Linked DNA regions of Mus musculus: region 2 is linked to region 1. The links are chromatin contacts, called in public promoter capture Hi-C maps. All regions are on one chromosome and are shown on one strand. The core of a region is the stretch at or near the end of the contact, and the rest is flanking DNA. Distances in the headings are between cores, read along the strand shown. Region 1 overlaps Nans (N-acetylneuraminic acid synthase (sialic acid synthase)). Region 2 overlaps Col15a1 (collagen, type XV, alpha 1).

Evidence for each region. Promoter capture Hi-C pulls out the DNA fragments that hold promoters and counts their contacts.
Region 2: a contact with region 1 is called in a promoter capture Hi-C map of liver, with 2.9 times the contacts expected there. The contact joins two enhancer-like sites. A contact is called at or near these places in 1 of 39 promoter capture datasets (liver) and 1 of 115 datasets of contacts at active chromatin or transcription factors (pancreatic cancer cells).

What each region holds. Positions count from the first base shown.
Region 1 is chr4:46,497,339-46,503,503 of GRCm38.p6, forward strand. It overlaps Nans (N-acetylneuraminic acid synthase (sialic acid synthase)), which reads left to right. Exons shown (of 6, transcript NM_053179.3): 3 at 1,705-1,804; 4 at 2,728-2,882; 5 at 3,375-3,641; 6 at 5,097-6,100. The coding sequence ends at 5,306. Among named protein-coding and RNA genes, the nearest start is that of Gm22247, 5.3 kb to the left of the region's middle. Within about 2 kb of position 1,448, at least 7 of the 459 cell types and tissues checked have an H3K27ac peak or open chromatin away from gene starts, as enhancers often do. A contact at or near this core is called in liver, where this site is marked.
Region 2 is chr4:47,291,614-47,297,708 of GRCm38.p6, forward strand. It overlaps Col15a1 (collagen, type XV, alpha 1), which reads left to right. Exons shown (of 40, transcript NM_009928.3): 25 at 707-760; 26 at 857-916; 27 at 1,567-1,635; 28 at 1,753-1,794; 29 at 4,465-4,510. It overlaps Gm52732 (a long non-coding RNA gene), which reads right to left. Exons shown (of 3, transcript XR_003955396.1): 3 at 2,143-4,775. Among named protein-coding and RNA genes, the nearest start is that of Gm52732, 8.5 kb to the right of the region's middle. Within about 2 kb of position 2,733, at least 146 of the 459 cell types and tissues checked have an H3K27ac peak or open chromatin away from gene starts, as enhancers often do. A contact at or near this core is called in liver, where this site is marked.

The DNA.
Region 1 (6,165 bases), core at 198-2,697:
TAGCAAGTTTCAGGCCAACATAGAATAAGAGCCTGTCTCAGAAAGCGAAGAAAAGCAATCCTCAGTCAAATCAGGTTGATAGACCTGGCTTTAAGACCAGAGAGGTTTATGTCCTAAGGAGCAGTGAGCTGGTCAAAGTTCCCTCAGCACTAGTCTACTGGGAGTGTCCTGTTCTGTCACTGAACCCAGTCACCGTCTGGGGAGCTATTAATTGATTGAATTACTTTAAGGCAAACTGAAAAGAGGAGGTGATAGGGCTGTATGGCTTGTGCCAGGGGAGGGGTCTCACAGCAGTAGGGCAGGTTAGAGGAAGCCAGCTGGTCCTAACCTAAAGGTGGCAGGTTTGCTCCTTGCCAGGGTGATGAACCAAAGGGGCAGTTCTCAAAATGGCCACTAGATGTCGATAGTTCCCCAGGGGGATTGCAAAATGAGGTGCACTCCTTCCTCCTAGCAGTTTAAAAAAATAATAACTAGAAGATGATAGAATTCCATTTCATATTTCATAGTCCCTGTAGGTAAATCTTTGAGATTTTTTTTTCTGCACTAGGCGTCCTTACCTGCGCTTGCTTAGTCTGTCTCCTGAGCCCACACTTTGTCTGCTAGAGGTTCTAAACCTGCCAGGAAGGTGAATGGAGGTCTGTGGCCGTGGGCTAGTTTAAAAATGTCTTTTTTCATTTTTCAAGTTTTTTAAAAAACATAATTTATTTTTATTTATGGGTATGGATGTTTTGCCTACAAATATGTCTGTGTACCATTTGAATGCCTGATACCCTGGAAGGCCAGAAGAGGGAAGGAATCGGGTCTCCTAGAACTGGAGTTACAGGTGGTTGTGAGCCTCCACGTGCATGATGGGAATCAAACCTGGGTCCTCTGGAAGAGCAGCCAGTGTCCTTAACCCCCGAGCCATTCTCTAGCTCTTGTTTTCTTTTTTGAGACAAGTTCTTATTATGTCATCCTTGCTGACCCGAAACTTGCTGTGTAAGACCAGGCTGGTTTTGAACTCATAAGAGAATCCACCCTTATTAGTTCTTGCAATTTAACAGGATAACAGAATATGAGATTTTACTTTTGGGTGGTGTGTGTGTGCGTGTGTGTGTGTGTGTGTGTGTGTGTGTGTGTGTGGTGCTAGGGATCAAACCCAGGGCCTCACACAGGCCAGAGAAGTACTTGTCCATCTCCCCCCAAGATTGTCCTGGAACCATTTGCTGACAGCTCCCAGCCTCCTGAGTCTTCTGGTTGCATCCTACATTATAGGGTTCATTGAGTCTGAATGGCGGCTGGTTGGCTTTCTTGCAGGCCCCACAGTTCAAGGTCTGAACAGGCCAGCTGCTGATGAGCAGGTCAAACCAGGACACAGATTGCTCCATTTGCCTCTCCTGGTAGGAGTCAGTGTCTTCTTTCTGGTTGTTGACCTTTGAGGGCTGGTCACTCTTTCTGCCTGGCTCTGGGTCATGCGTAGGTCACAGCCCTTTTGCTTTTGTTTACAAGTCTTTGGGGGAAAGAACAGTCTGGCCAGAGGTAGTGTTTCCTTCACAGATTCTTGTAGCAACTGATGGCCGGAACAAGCCCTGAGTGTTCCCTGGACAGATGGGTGTGCAGACATAGAATGATGCATTCTCTGGTCTGCGCCAGCTTCCTCTGTCCTATACCACAAGGACAGAGTTCTGACCAATAGTGAAAGGTATTCCCTCTGATTTTTTGTAGATGGCAGTTGAGTTTCTGCACGAACTGAATGTTCCCTTTTTCAAAGTTGGATCTGGGGACACTAACAATTTTCCCTACCTGGAAAAGACAGCCAAGAAAGGTAAGCGTCTTTCCTAAAACCAGACCCCAAGCTTTGTGTTTCTGCCCCCTAGTGGCTGCTCACGGTAATAGCGCTTATGGGTACTCCACTGTTTCTGTTGTTTTTGGGTTTTTGGGTTTTTGTTTTTGTTTTGTTTTGTTTTGAGACAGGGTCTCTCTATGTAGTCTGACTGGCATGGAACTTGCTGTGTAGCCCAGGTTGGCCTCAAACTCCTAGAGATCTGCCTGTCTCTGCCTCTCGGGTGCTGAGATTAAAGATGTGCACCACCACACCCAGCTTTGGAGACCCATCTTAGAAACCTGCTTCTACCCTTTCGTTTTGGGACAGTGCTAGGGACTGAACCCAATGCCCCGGGCACCTGTATGAGTACCACCATGGAGCCACATCCCTGGCCAGTGCAGGAATCTCTTCCCTAACGTCTCCACACGACACTAAATGGATTCCCCCGTGTGAATTTCCCTTCCCTCATTTCAAACCTGGGATGGAAGCAGGTCGTATTACTGGGATATTCTGTACTTATCTCATGGGCAAGGTATCAGAAGCTGTAAGGACGGGGCTCTGTGCAGGCCAGCAACAGGGCTGGTAGCTCTTGGCCTCTCTCAGTTGTGCTCTTGCACTGGCGAATCACCATACTGCAGGCTGCGTATCTCTAGTCCACAAGGCTTGGGGCTAGGAATGATCCAGAATTTCGAGTGTTTCAGACTTGAGATTTGTAGGAAGAGATGAAGCTCGTCTGTCCTGGGCAGCCTCTTGATTAGCAGAGATGCCTCTCTTCCCCTCAGGGTTGAGGTCCTTGGTGTGCTTCCCTTCGCTGAAGCATGGTGCCGAGGACAGTGTATCTCCTCCTCAGTCTTGGTGCGGTGTCTTAGATGTGGGTGGGGGAAGAGTCTGAGCCCCTGTGAAGAAGGTGCCGGGTTCTCCAGGTCGTCCTATGGTGATCTCCAGCGGGATGCAGTCAATGGACACCATGAAGCAAGTCTATCAGATCGTGAAGCCGCTGAATCCCAACTTCTGCTTCCTCCAATGCACCAGCGCGTACCCACTACAGCCCGAGGATGCCAACCTGCGCGTCATCTCGGTGAGCGCCCAGCTCCCTTGAGACAGCGGAGCCTTGACTGCTTGTTCACTCACAGTGCTGGGGACTGAGCCCCAGGCATGGCACGCTAGCCCAGCTCTACCACTGAGCTACATCCCTAGCCCTAGCCTTTCTTATAGACCCCGGGACCACCAGCCCACGGGTGGCACCGTCCACAATGGGCTGATCCCTCCCGCAATCACTAATTAAGGAAATGTCCCGCAGTCAGGTCTTATGGAGACATTTTCTCAATTGAGGGTCCTTCCTCTTCTGATTACTGCAGCCCTTATGTCGAGCTGACATAAAACTAGCGAGTACAGTGGGTGCTCTTCCTGCATTCCCAGCCGCCCTCAATGAGAGACTTTTTCTCGTCTCATAAAGGATTGGTCAGAGTGCCTTACTGTCTCTCCCGTGGCGGCTCTGCTCTGACGGGCTGGGATGGGGTACTGCGTGTGAAGCCCAGAAGGGCAGCCACTTCCCTCTTCTCTCACACAGGAATACCAGAAGCTCTTTCCCGACATTCCCATCGGGTATTCCGGGCACGAGACGGGCATCGCCATATCTGTGGCCGCCGTGGCTCTGGGGGCCAAGGTGTTGGAACGTCACATAACGTTGGACAAGACCTGGAAGGGGAGTGACCACTCAGCCTCGCTGGAGCCTGGGGAGCTGGCAGAGCTGGTGCGGTCTGTGCGCCTGGTGGAGCGGGCCCTGGGCTCCCCAACCAAGCAGCTGCTGCCCTGTGAGATGGCCTGCAATGAGAAGGTGGGTGCTGCCTGACCGCCCAGCCTCGCTCTCCTGAGGCAGGGGCGACACACTTGCTCAGGATGACCTGTGTGGGTCTGATAGATAAGCTGGTGAAGGAGTGTCTACTCATCCTTCTGAGCTTCACCAGACTACATGGGTGGCAGGGAAATGTGTTCCATAAGAGGAGTTCGGGCGTGTCAGCCACCTCTGGTCGCATTAGCTTTTCCACTAAGGCTCTGAAGCCCGTGGCCCTAGGATTCTGGATGTGAAGTCGTGAGATGGTCAAGCCTGGGTCACGTGGAGTGTGCATGCCTGGGGCACAGGGTTGGCCACAGGCATCATCGCAGGGCTGCTGGGCAGGGGTGGCGAGGCTGAGGCATGCTTCCTGGCTTCTTGAAAGCTATGGCCCAGACCTTTCTGCCCTTCTGAGTTTAGAGCCAGGAGTCGCAGGACAGCCGTGTGCAAGACTCCTCGCCTGCAGTTATATGGGTCGGGCAGAGACCAGACACTAGGTATACATGAAGAACACTGTCATCTTTTATTCCAGGGGAGACTACCTACTACCTCCCTAAATTACAGCTGCACACATACTGGGGAGTTAGCAGTAAAAGAATCTAACAGCCTTGCAAATGAAGTGGAGAGAGTTGTGCAGGAAACCAGTGTGCAAGTTCTAGGAGTTGGGCGTGAAGGGTAGTGCTCAGAGCAGAGGGTGAAGTGAAACATAGCAAGGGCCACAGCCTTTCCTGGTGCTAAGTCCACGCAGAATTAGACCTCGAGGCTCTCGTGTGTAAGCTGCAGATGCTGCTGCAGAGTATTTACAGGGCGGCAGAGGCACTGGTTGGGAGCTTCAGACAGCTCCTGGCCTCCGCGCCTGCCACCCCCCCCACCCGCCCCACCCTGGTCTGTTCTCTTCCTGAGCGCCCCTTGTCATTTGAATACCAGTCACCCTCATTGCTCGTGAGCCCTCCATGACCTTATTTTATAGAACATGGTGGCAGCAGGGTTGGTGTCCTCTTAGGTTCTCATCTGAGTTATCGGCAGCTTGACCAAGCTTCCTTCCTTCTTTGACCTAAGTGTCCCATTAGATGTTAGCTAGACAGTGACAAGAGTGATCACAGCTGTCGTATGTTGTGAGCACTCTCTCTCACATTTTGCTAATATTCTGACAAGGTGCCAGCACCTTTTAACAGGGAAACCAAAGCATAGCATCCCAGGCCAACAGGTACTGAGCCTGGATCTATCTGAGCCTGAGCCCTTTCCAATATGCTGGCTTACTGGAAAGGCCTCTCCTCTTGGTCTGTGAAGTCCCCTGACTTCGGCTGGGTCTTTTTTTTTTTCTATGAGGTGCTGCTCTGGGTACTGGGGTGAGGGTAAATGGGACCTGCTGTGGGGTCCCAGTACAGGGACGGCTGGTGTGCAGGAGTTATTTTTTTTTCTAGGATCTGACACTGACCGAGCTTCCTTCGTCTACAGCTCGGCAAGTCTGTGGTAGCCAAAGTGAAAATCCCAGCAGGCACCACCCTGACCCTGGACATGCTCACTGTGAAGGTGGGGGAGCCCAAAGGCTATCCTCCTGAAGACATCTTCAACCTAGCGGGCAAAAAGGTGCTGGTCACTATCGAAGAAGATGACACGGTCATGGAAGAATCCGTGGAAAGTCACAGCAAGAAAATCAAGGCTTAAAATAAAAGTGCCACTGCGGCTTGTCAGCCACCCTGCTGCTGCTGTCCAGTGTGTTGGGTGCAGAGGGGCAGGAATGTCAGTCTCCAGGCCACCCTGTCGCAGTGGCCACCTGTGTCTAGCCCATTGGGAAGGAGGAGCCAACGAGGCTGTTGTGCTTCGGAGCGTCCAGCCAGAGAAGGTGGCCCAGAGCACATGCAGCTCCTTTAGGGTCTCTGTGTGGCTCTGTTGACATCTTCAGCCTTCAACTTCCCACTCTACAAAGCAACTCCAGGGACCTGAGCTCTCAGCTCCTCATAGAGCACCGAACGGTGGGCATTAGACTCTGCCTGAGCCCCTGTGGGCAGAGACAAGCTCTCCCAACTCTGTGAGCGAAGGCAGGGACAGAGCGTTCACCCCCTTTGGCAGTGTCACCGCCAGAGGCCTACGGTTCTTAGCAGCCAGTCCCTTTCTCAGAGGCCTGTCCTCAGACATCAGGTGCACACTAACCCACGGTACAGTTGGCCAAGCAGAGGCAGCTGTGAGAAGGGGAATGGGAAGCAGGGAGGAACACGGGTCTGGGGGGTGGGGGGTGGGGTGGAGGGGGTGGAGCTTGTTCATCTTAACCATGGGGGAGGTGCAGACATCAGCCCTGCCGTAAGCACCAGGGTCTTGTCACATATGACAGATTACAAACCCAGACAAAGGTGCTATTGTTTGACTTGTTTAAGGGCATGAACTCTTACCGAGGCTCACTGTCACATTCACTTTGTTCTTTGGAATCAATGCTGAGATTAATCATTTTGTTCTTTTTAAGTATCTCCTTGTCTTCATCTTATTTAAAAAAAAAAAAAACCTTCCACTTTTTTTTTTTTTAAAGATA
Region 2 (6,095 bases), core at 1,483-3,982, 800 kb after region 1:
ATTTTTTTCATGCTGACCCTCTCTTAATGCATCTTTTAGGGCATGCTATCTATAGTAATGGCGGTGGGCAGAGGGGCACATGATTATAGCTGCTATTCCTCAGGCTCCAGTAGACAAGGTGATTCCTGCCAGGAGCTTGGATCAGGGCAGTGACTTAAGAAGTGTGTGGACCCAGAAAACCATCACTGGAGAAGGGTCTGTGGGTCAGGGACTCTACAGGAGGACCGAGGCATTGTTCTGAGGCTGGGCTTCAAGATGGGTGGGGGTGGGGCAGACTACCATCCTCCAGCCTGTTCTTGGGCACACTGGCACAGGGAGGAGCAGAGCTGATTCAGAATAGAGGACATGGGGACCCTGGAATGAATGACCAATGCAAAGCTCCATGTTCTGTGCCAGCCTAGCATGTGAGCACCTGGGCACGTGAGGCACGAAGCTGCTGGCTTCTTGCTCTTTCTTCCGTTCTGACTGAGGTGGTCCTGGCTGTGTAGCCTTTAGAAAAGTTGGGAGATCTGAAAATCTGAGCAAATGCTTCTAGGTGAGGAGAGGCAGGAGACCAGGAACCGGGCAGGCGGGTACTCCAGGGCCATTGCCAATGTCCCTTCATCCTGTCCCTGCTGCTCTCCCTACAAGAGCAGTCCCAGCACTCCCCTATCTCTGGACTCTGAGTTTCGGGCATTTGCTAGCCTGGTGCTTGTTTTGCTTCTAGGGACCCAAAGGACCACCAGGACACAAAGGAGAGTTTGGCCTCCCAGGACGACCTGTAGGTATCAGTGTTCCCCAGACTAAAAGATGGGGCATGTGGTGGCAAAGCTGACCCACAGCAAGAGCTCACTAAGGCATCTTGTGTGTATCTCAGGGTCGCCCAGGACTGAATGGCCTCAAGGGTGCCAAAGGAGATCGAGGGGTCACGCTGCCTGTGAGTACCATGGCTACTTCTGCACCTCATGCCCTGGGGCTGCAGTGCAGACGAGATCCTGTTAGAGTGTCCAGTACCTCGAAGTTCAATGAGTGGGGCCTGCAGAATGTGTGCTCAGGGAAGCTTTCTTTCTTCCTCCATTGCTTCCAGAGGTGCACACACTCAGCCCCGCTCCCCCCCATCTCACTCTCAGGAGGGTCCTGTGTCCCACCTAGACCATTCCCATGCTGAAGAGTGTCAGTCTCCCCAATGCAGACACCAGACAGAAAGGAGAAGGAAAGAAAAGGGGTTCTATGCATCCTGTGTCCCCCCTCCTTGCTCCCACACACGGCCCAGGAATGCAGATCTTAACGGAGCATTGCTCCGGGAACCAGAATCTGGGTTCCAATTTCAGTTCTCTGTGAGCTGCTGTGTGGCTCTGAGCAGGTTGTATCCCTTCTCTGGGCCTCATTATTTGTGGGTGTCAGCCAGGACGGCATAGCTGTCCAGCTGTCTCCCGCATGCTTTACCAACCCTTTTCAGTATGCCCCAGATGAGGGAGTGCTCTGGAAGCTACTCCCTCCCAGCTTCCAGCTCAGAGTGTGTAGCAAATGCTGTAGCTGCCTCCCACATCCTTAAACACAGCAGCGGCTTTTCTTTTCTTCCTTCAGGGTCCACCTGGCCTACCTGGACCCCCAGGGCCCCCAGGGCCCCCTGGAGCTGTGGTTAACATCAAAGGCGTAAGTTAGGATGGGGTTGGGAGAAGCTTTCCTGGGGACCCTGCAGTGAGCACCAGATTGGCCTCAGCTGGTGCTAGGTTTCCTGATGCCTTCACCCCTCATATTCTCTTTCCACAGGCTGTTTTTCCAATACCTGCCCGGCCACACTGCAAAACACCAGTAAGTAACTCTCATGTCTTCATGCAGCAGGCTAAGTACCAGTGCCTGTTTTAGGAAACGGATCCATCTTGCCTTGGGCACTTTTCCATTCCTGTATGTCTACTCTCTGATATCATCTATCTACATATAGGCCCTTAAAGATCTAGAAGTTTCTAGATAATAGACCCTGGTAATGAAATACCACACACTGGCTTATTTTAACAGTGAGTCGTCTATTAGTAAAACAAACATTTGGCCTCAGGGGCGGAAGAAGCATAAAATTGCAAAATAGACTCCTTCTTAACTAAAAGAAGTGACCGGAACTCGTGGCCTCTGAGCTGGGAACTGGGGGTTAAAATTTGTAACTACTCAGTTCCATCCTCCTCAAAGATTGAGTTACCCAAGAGGCAAGCGTTATCTCTCCCAGTTATCATGGGAAGACAGCTACCCACAGAAGCTCTTTGGTTAGCCCAAGGTCACGGAGCATGGGGCAGCTGGGACCACAGCTCAGATCTCCTGGTGACCAGGAAGCAGGTGCAGGCACTGTGATCCTTGCCCAGCCTCCCCCTCCCCCAGGCAGTTGGCAGTACCGTCTGTAGGATTTTGCCAGTATCATAGGGAGACATTTATTTCTGTGAGGAAACACGGGGACAAGGCATGAGTCATGGATCTGTGCGCAATCATTCTCTCATTCTTTCAGTAAATATTTACTGAGCTCTCCCCAGTGCCAAGGACTCTTGCTAGGCCCCGGGGGGAACACAGGAATGACCTAGACAGACGTGGTCTCTGCTTTCTGGAGTTTGCAGATGATCATTTCAAAATATTCTTTGAAGTGGGCTTATACTGATTCCCGTGGGAATGGGAATGCTGCTGGTCGCTGATGCCTCTAACTGATGCAGGCCGGCTGGCTGTGTATTGGCCTAGGCCTATGTCCAAATCTGACCTTTGAGGCGTCCATGTGGGCAGCCCACGGTCCAAGCATGCTAGCCTGGAAGGCAGAGCGCGGGATCCCCCAGGGGACAGGGCTGAAGCTCCAAGTGAGCCCAACAGCAGCACCAAGGGCGTGTTTATCCAGATAACTGTAGCGAGGCATCTGCTGCAAGTGCAGCTTCTGGAGATACCCCAAGAAAACACTGCATCTCCTCATACAAGGGCAGAGGCTGCCTAGGTCCCACTGTTTCCCAGAGCTCAAGGTCCCTCCTCTCAACACAGAGCCCCACCTCCTTACTACCTCCCACAAACAATCCCAACACACCAAGTATGAGACAGAAGACCACAAACTTTAGACTGTTGTGGGAATGATACTGCAGTTGTACAACCTGTAGTGGAACCCTGTGTGGTATCTACACTCGGGGGATGGTGGGGCAGTTATGGAGTGACTTAAACTCAATGCCAGGCTCAACGTGTTTTGTCTTGTTTTAATTTCCTGTGGCATACTGGGACACCGTAGCGTTTGGAGGCATGGGTGTTTCCTACGAGGCCCTCAAAGTAGACATTATCAAACAGAAACACACCCAGCACTTCGCAAGCATCTTCCAGTTTCATCAGTTTAACATCATGACAGTTTATATACTCCTACCACCTTGCTTAACCACTTGTAAAGGTCGTCCTTAGATTTTCTTTCTGGAAGGTTCCTTCCTCTTCCCAATATCTTTTCATGATGACCCCTAAGCAGCTTGCAATCCCCACTTACAAGCACAGAAAGATCCCAGATCTAGGTGGAGCATCTTCTGGGGAAAGATGGAGGCAGAGTGAGATGGTTACCTTTAATTGTCAACATAGAACAAATCAAATTGGCCGAGAAAAGAGTCTCAATAAGGAGTTGTCTAGATCAGGTTGGCCTGGAATTATCTAGATTACCTAAGCCAAGACAGGAAAACCTGCCCACTATACTAGACACCATACCCTAGGCAAGAGATTCTAAGCTGCCTAAGAGTGGAGAAAGTGAGCTGACATTCACGTGCATACATTAATTCATTGCTCTCTGCTCTTGACTGTGGATTTAATGTGACTAACTGCTTCCATGCAGTGCTGCCTTGACTTCACAGCAGTGATGGACTGTAACCTGGAGTTGTAAACCAAATAAACCCTTTCTCCCACAAGTTGCTTTCGCTAGGGTTTCCAATCACAGTAACAAGGAATGAAGCTAAGACAGTTGAACAGTGTTATCCAGAACTGCTTGGATTCCAGACCCCTGTCACCTAATGAAGAGTCCATAAAAGCCCCTCCAATCTAATGACAACCCTGCTATTTGTCACTGCCACTGCTGCCTGACCTGTGCCTTATGCCTGTCTCTGATTACACTCAGTAGCAAAGCAGACGATTGGCCCAGCTTCAGAACTTGCTCAGAGCTGGCTTGGACACTTGGCCTCACATGTGAGCCAATCCTAATTGATAAGAAAGGAGGCCAAGACACTCAGCATTGGCTGCACTCACGAATGCAGTCTGGAAGCCTTGTGTTTCCCTTCTGCTTAGATTTTTGGCCAGAAATCTCAATGCTGTGTGCTCGAGGCCAGCTACATCATGGGTTTCCCAAATGAAGGCCTGAGAAGTCTGTGTTGAGGGTACTGAGGAGTATTCCAAAGCCAAATAGAAGCCTGGCCAGTGTCATTTCATCCTCTGCGATTTGTCCCCAGGACAAATGCTGGGGCAGGGCTTCCCATGTCTGACTGGGCCTTTCTCTCTCCCCAGGTTGGTACCGCTCACCCTGGCGACCCAGAGCTTGTCACTTTCCACGGTACACACTCTTTTCTTCATGGTTTCTCAGGGACATTCCTGACCTAGTGCTGGCCATGGATGAGGTGGTCAGGAGGGGCTAACGGGGCATGGGGGAGGGGTGGCAGCTGAGCTGTGGGACATACCTCTGTCTGCTTTCCTCATGGACCTGGTGCATCCCGGGTAGCGGGAAGCGCTCCCTCTGTTCATTCCTTTGCTGATCTGTTCAGAAGACAGTCATGGACGCCTGCTTGGTGCTGTCCCTTGATGTTCCTGCCTCCTTAGTCCTTAAAATAGTTCAAGTGACAGGAAAACTAATTATAGGACAGGAAGGATGTCTCAGCTGAAGAAGGCAAGGCCTGAGTTTCTGCGTTCAATCCCCAGAACCCACATCCATCATCATCATCATCATCATCATAAACAATAACTGGGCTTGGTGGACAACATTGGGGGAATGACAGCCAAGGGCATCCTCTAGTCTTCACATACATTTGCATGCATGGGTATTGCACCTGTATATACTCACACAGACACATACACATACACGCATATACACTCATACAGAGAGAGAGAGAGAGAGAGAGAGGGAGAGAGAGAGAGAGAGAGAGAGAGCTATTCCAAGAAAACACCATGAGTACTTAGAAGACCCTTGCCTAGTGTGTCCATGGAAACGTCTCAGGGAAGCATGTTTGAAAGGCAGGACCCTAGGCCAGAGTGTAGCTCTGTGGCAGAGCACTCCCCTAGCATGTGTGAGTCCTTAGGTTTGGTCCACAGTGCTGTGAGGAGAGGGCAAGGCAAGACACAGTGATGCATAGTTATAACCCCACTACTCAAGAGGCTGAGCCAAGAGGATCATAAGTTCAATGTCAGCATCTGTCTTACATTAATCCATTGGAACCTGCCTGGTCCTAACCTCCTGGTAGAGCTTGTGAGAAACCTTGTTCAACCTCTCTCTCTCTCTCTCTCTCTCTCTCTCTCTCTCTCTCTCTCTCTGAGTGTGTGTGTGTGTGTGTGTGTGTGTGTGTGTGTGTGTGTGTGTGTGTGTGTATGTGTGTGTGTGTGTGTGTGTGTGTGTGAAGAACACACCAAAGAGGGACAGGCCTGTAATCCTCTTTGACCTCCATACTTTGTCACACAATGTCTGGCTTTTGGTCACAGAATTGAAATACAGCATAAATAAGGGAAAGTCTTTATCTGCAATCCCCTGCAGCTTGGCTGTGTCACCTGGTGTCCCTAATGGTGTCTTCTGTATTTTTTGTCATTTTGGTCGTCAAATCCAGATCATGTTCTGACTTGGTGCAAGGCCCCTTTCTTTTTGGTGCTAGGGCAAACCTAAGTTTTATGGGGCGTTGTTGTCATTTGAGAAGAGATCTTTCTATATAGCTCTTGGTAGCCTGAAACTAACAGAGATCCACCTGCCTCTGCCACTTGACACCTGGAATTAAAGGCATGATTGCCTTTGGCTTATTTATAATTCATATTATGACATATATTATAATTTGTATTAGCTGCTGGTGGTAGGCCTTGGGTGGGAAGGGGAGCTGGGTTTGCTGTCATAGATCTTCGAGGCTCCCCTGGGAGGAGGGGCAGGAGCAGAACTTTTTGGA